2 separate regions of the Mus musculus genome follow, and region 1 is linked to region 2. The links are chromatin contacts, called in public Micro-C maps. All regions are on one chromosome and are shown on one strand. Each heading gives the region's core, a stretch centred on a gene start, on an enhancer-like site or on the middle of the called end of the contact. The rest is flanking DNA. Distances are from core to core; before and after follow the strand shown. Region 1 overlaps Aox2 (aldehyde oxidase 2). Region 2 overlaps Aox2 (aldehyde oxidase 2).

Region 1 (2,700 bases), core at 165-2,664, 79 kb before region 2:
ATGCATGATAAGCAATGAAGGAGCTGGGTAAGCAATGAAGGAGGTGGGTGTGGTGGTGTACTCTGGAGGCAGAGGCAGGCAGATCTCTGAGTTCTGGTCCACCCAGGTATACAGAATGAAACCCTGTCTCAAAAACAAAAAAAGAATGGTAAGTGCTCTTTCCAGTCCTTTTACCTCATTTCCCTCCAACAGGATCTCTCACTGAACCCAGAGTTTTCTATTTTGGCCTCGCTGGTGCTGATTATAGATGCCACCACTTTTACAGGTGTGCTGGGGATTTGAACCCAGATTTTTATCCCTGCTTAGCAAGCATCTTGTCCATTGAGCTCTTCTTAGCCCCAAGATTATGAATTTTTTTCACAATGGCAACACATTTCTTTTTTTTTTTCTTTTTTGTTTTTTTGAGACAGGGTTTCTCTGTGTAGCCCTGACTGTCCTGGAACTCACTTTGTAGACCAGGCTGGCCTCGAACTCAGAAATCCACCTGCCTCTGCCTCCCAAGTGGACAACACATTTCATTCAGGGAATTCCAGTGTCACTTTTCAAAACCTTCAGTGCTCTGAATTTTGTATCAAGGCAACAGCACAAAATTGAAGTGGCTGAACCTCCCAAGTATAGGTCACCCTTCTGGATAACACCAGCTAGCCAGAAAGGCAGAAATCAGCAGATTTGGCTTTAGTTTTGCATTTAAGTTGTAAGTACCTCACACAAATCAGAGAACAGAATGTTTAAAATGTCTTAATATACTCCATTCTCATTTTTCATTTTATTTAAAATAAAAACTTCAGTGTTGACTATAATCTTCTGACTGGCGTCATCATCATTCAAAGCTGTGACATTTTAGTGCTGCAGATTAACCTGTTAGCGCTGAGGCACAGCGATTTGAATGAACGCTTGCATAAATCCAGGGTTCCATGGAACATGGTTTGAAAACTCTTTTTCCCTCTCTTGGAGCCATTGTCATTGTAATTTAATGATCTTACCTCTTAGGAAATGACAGCTGCTTAAGCTATAGGTATAGACCAAGGTTTAAACGTTTTTGGGTCATCTCTCGGGATCTAAAGAAAAAAAGGGAATAAAAGACCAAAACTTAACATGTGTACTGAATGCATATCTGGCTTCAGTTTTGACCAGAGAAATCACATCAAATCACCTTAAAAAAATAAAAACAAAAACCAAGCAAACAGGGTCTCCATGCACACCTATCATTGACCTGGAACTCCCTCTATAGACCAGGCTGGCCTGAAACCCATAGAGAAAGGTCCACCTTCCTCTGCCTTCCGAGTGCTGGGAGTATGCCTGGCCATATCAAGTCTTAAGGTTGCAAAACTACACAGAATAGAAGGCAGGGTTTTTTCTGGTTCCTAGGGAACTGGACCTTGGCATTCTTCTTGAATGATAACATTCATCAGCACATGCCAAGAGAAAGTGACTGGGTTTTATGTTCTTTTCCACCTCTGCAGCATTATCCAAAGATGCATGGTGTGTGCTTCTGCTAGTTAAACCCCAAGCTCTCTGTACGATCCTGGGCTACAAGCTTCCAGAATTTGATTCCTTTATCTTCCTCGTGGTCTAGATGTCTATCTTTTCTGAGAATTTGTCCTTTTAGCTTTGTCCTCAGGGACACTGTACTTACTGGCTGATTTTGTGTGTCAACTTGACATAAATTGGAGTTCTCACAGAGAAAGGAGCCTCCCTTAAGGAAATGCCTCCATGAGATCCAGCTGTAAGGCATTTTCTCAATTCATGAGCAAGGGGGGAGGGAGGGCCCATTGTGGGTGGTGCCATCCCTGGGCTGGTAGTCCTGGGCTCTATAAGAAAGCAAGCTGAGCAAGCCAGGGCATTAAGCCAGTAAGTAACATCCCTCCATAGCCTCTGCATCAGTTCCTACTTCCTGACCTGCTTGAGTTTCAGTCCTGACTTCCTTTGGTGATGAACAGCAATGTGTAAGTATAAGCTGAATAATCCCTTTCCTTCCCAACTTACTCCTCCGTCATGATGTTTGTACAGGAATAGAAACCCCAGCTAAGATAGCCACAAACACATCCATTACCTCTGCTGTGCTCCTGTTTTCATTTGAAGGGTTGACTTTTATGTCCATTTTAAATTATTTTCATTTTTTTGAGACTACGACCTTATGCAGCCTAAGCATTCACTACAGCTCCGAGCTACATCCCCATCCCTACAAAGGGGCTGAGCTACATCCCCAGCCCTACAAAGGGGCAGAGCTACATCCCCATCCCTACAAAGGGGCTGAGCTACATCCCCAGCCCTACAAAGGGGCTGAGCTACATCCCCAGCCCTACAAAGGGGCTGAGCTACATCCCCAGCCCTACAAAGGGGCTGAGCTACATCCCCAGCCCTACAAAGGGGCAGAGCTACATCCCCAGCCCTACAAAGGGGCTGAGCTACATCCCCAGCCCTACAAAGGGGCTGAGCTACATCCCCAGCCCTACAAAGGGGCTAAAAGATGGAATTTTATCCCAATAATGGAAAGATATAAAGATTTCCACAAGAATTTTTTATATTCACATAAAATATATATATTCATATGGGAATGTAGCTCAGAGGGAGAGTGTGTGGTTCTGTAACATCCAAAATGAATTCAAGACCACCCAGTACCTTCCCCCTTCTTTTCGAAGGACTTCCCAAACTGTAGCAGGCCAAGTGCAGAGCCAGATAAGAAAACTGGCTGACTAA
Region 2 (2,700 bases), core at 107-2,606:
TAGAAGATAATTCTTATGAGATCTGGTCTCACCTCAGAACCCCTACCTATGGCCTGTTGATTCCTTATCCCAGTGGTTCTATTAGAATCTACTGTTCACTTCTGTAAAACCTCTGGCCTTAACCAGACGGAGTGGCACATGTCTGTAACCCCAGCACTTGGGAAGTTGAGACAGGGTGATTTTGAGGCCAGCCTGGGCTACCTAAGGAAACTGTGCTTCTAAAACCAAACCAAACCAAACCAAACCAAACCAAACCAAACCAAACCAAACCAAACCAACCAAACCAAGCCAAATAATCTTCCCAACCGCAAACTAAAACTCAAACCCAAGGGCTGGAGAGATGTCAGTGGTTAAGAGCAGTGGCTGCTCTACCAGAGAATCTGGGTTGAATTTTCAGCAACCACGTGGTAGCTCACAACTGTCTGTACCTCCAATTCCAGGGGATCTTGTACCCTCACACAGGCATATACGCAGCAAAACATCAATGCACATGAAATAATAATAAAAAAAACCAACAACAAATACTCAAACCCTAAATGCCTGCTGTATCTCTGCAGGAGCCCAGTAGAGCTAACCTTGTTCTCTGTCAAATGATTCATTGTCCCGAGAAGACCCTGGCTCTCTTTAGGGAAAAACAAACCAGACACAACATCGTATAAACATCTTACTGCTGTTATTTAAGCCAGAAATACAGAGACCAGAGTGGATCATCACTGCCTCTTTTGGCTTTTTGTTGCTTTCTGTTTTTGAGACAGTCAGTCTCTTGTTGCCAAGGCTGACCTTGAATTCTGATCCTCCCTCTCCATCCTTCCACGTTGTTGGGATTCCAGGCATGAGGGCAGGAGCCACCATACCCTGATCCTGCTTCTGGTTTTGACACAGACAGCAGCAGCAGCAGCAGCAGCAGCAGCAACAACAACAACAACAACAAAACAACCCCATGCAGCTCAACCCTCTAGCGGGGCTCCAAAATGCCAGCTCCCTGTTCTATATAGCTCTGTCCTCACGGGAGTTCATACTCTGACCGAGGCCAGACAGGCCATCTGGGCCTTTGTTGTGGTGCTTCCATTGTTCACATTACCTCCTCAGTGTTTCTATATGGTTTTAAACTTTGACTCTATGCCTCATGGGCCCATCAGCAGTGACTTTGGGACACTTCATATTAATGCCTTTAAAAGAAAATTAGGCTGAGCCAACTGTGGATATATGAATGAACGTGTAGTTTAAAGAGACCTTTACATCAAAGGTGGGACTGTTGTAGAGATATATGACTCCTGAGGGTGCTGCCGTGAGCACAGCTGGTTCCAGACACCCCAGTGGTGCTCACACTGCTGGCCACAGGAAGTTTCCTGAGGACCACTAGAGGGTGCTCACGCCTTAGCTTTAAGCGAGTCATTGGCCACAAGTTGCACAGACTTCAGAGCCTGGCTGGCTTCCTTTGGCGGAGGGACCAAGCTGGGCAGTTAATGTGAAAAGGCAGTGGGGCTTCTGAACTGTGAGCTGGTGACCTTGTAACCTGATGCCCTTGGGCGAGCACATTTTCTTTTTGCACCGCAGGTTCTTCATCTATAGGGGAAAGATTAAGCTATGTTGAGGATTTTGAATTGTGCCTCATATAAGGGCCCCAGAGACAGGAGGGCTGAGGAAAAGTGACCCTTTCCTATGGAACAACCTATTTTCATTACTGACTTTACTGATACTTGGTATCAGAGAAAAGTCAGAAAGCGGGAAGACTGGCCAGTGCTTGGCCAAAGAGTATGGAGGGTCTCTGGCTACAACCTTGACTTTGGCCATGAGGTTTGCAGAGGAGACACACTTTCACTTCAGAAAAAGAATGCAGTATGGGCCGGAGCTAATAAGATAGGTACCTGAGGGTGATCTGCCGAGGTTAGCCATTCACTACTTCCTAGCAGGGCTGGAACTTACCTCCACTGGTTTTAGTCACCATTCTTAGATCAGGAATTCTAGCAGGAGACAGGAGGACAGGGTAAAAGTGTCCTTGAGACTTCATGGCTGGTCCTGAAGGAAAAAAATACATTTTAGAGAGAGAGAAAAAAATGCCCTTTCTTTTACATTGAACATTTCTCATAAAAACATTCAGACACAAAGCTTAAACTTTGATAATAAATATGTATGGAAGTGAAAGCAATGACCATATATATATACTCCTCTGCCCAATGTATGCATTCCCTGACTTGTACTCCTGCTATGTAGACCAATAGGAAATAAAACCGTGAGAGGCTCCTCAAACTCCCTTACACATAAGACTGGCCAGTGCTTGGCCAAAGAACCTGGAAATACTTCTAAGAATGTTTGTGGCTGAGAGTAGTGGTGCATGCCTTTGATCTCGGCACTCAGGGGCAGAGCCAGCTGAATTTGAACTCTGTGAGTTCAAGACCAGACTGGCCTGCATAGTGAGTTCCAGGCTGGTCAAAGTGACAACACTTTTTTGACTGCCTCAAAATAAGCAAAACAACAACAACAACAAACAACAAAAGACCAAACCAAAACAACAAACAAAAACAAAACACACACACACACACAAAACACCCCAAAAAACCAAACCAAACCAAAATAGAGAATGTTCATATGACTCGGTGTCAAGCACCTGCTGATCATGTGTGAGGCTCTAGGTTTGATCCACAGCATGGAAATAAAAAGACATTTATAAAACCTGGGGGCCCTGGAAATAGCTGGAGC

The links. A called contact is a pair of places that touch in the nucleus more often than the background predicts.
Region 1: a Micro-C map of granulosa cells shows a contact between it and region 2, with 2.1 times the contacts expected there. The contact joins two enhancer-like sites. A contact is called at or near these places in 1 of 15 datasets of contacts at CTCF or cohesin (the NIH/3T3 cell line), 18 of 484 Hi-C or Micro-C datasets (the C2C12 cell line, ECoMG myeloid progenitors, the G1E-ER4 cell line and 13 more) and 3 of 115 datasets of contacts at active chromatin or transcription factors (bone marrow-derived dendritic cells, embryonic stem cells and pancreatic cancer cells).

What each region holds. Positions count from the first base shown.
Region 1 is chr1:58,374,620-58,377,319 of GRCm38.p6, reverse strand. Aox2 (aldehyde oxidase 2) reads right to left here. Exons shown (of 36, transcript NM_001008419.2): 35 at 984-1,058. The coding sequence ends at 1,005. All of the region lies in intron 2 of Gm39644 (a long non-coding RNA gene), which reads left to right. Among named protein-coding and RNA genes, the nearest start is that of Gm39644, 17 kb to the left of the region's middle. Within about 2 kb of position 1,414, at least 15 of the 459 cell types and tissues checked have an H3K27ac peak or open chromatin away from gene starts, as enhancers often do. A contact at or near this core is called in granulosa cells, where this site is marked.
Region 2 is chr1:58,295,182-58,297,881 of GRCm38.p6, reverse strand. It overlaps Aox2 (aldehyde oxidase 2), which reads right to left. Exons shown (of 36, transcript NM_001008419.2): 10 at 1,927-2,019. The region is part of intron 2 of Gm15759 (a long non-coding RNA gene); the gene reads left to right. Among named protein-coding and RNA genes, the nearest start is that of Aox2, 18 kb to the right of the region's middle. Within about 2 kb of position 1,356, at least 24 of the 459 cell types and tissues checked have an H3K27ac peak or open chromatin away from gene starts, as enhancers often do. A contact at or near this core is called in granulosa cells, where this site is marked.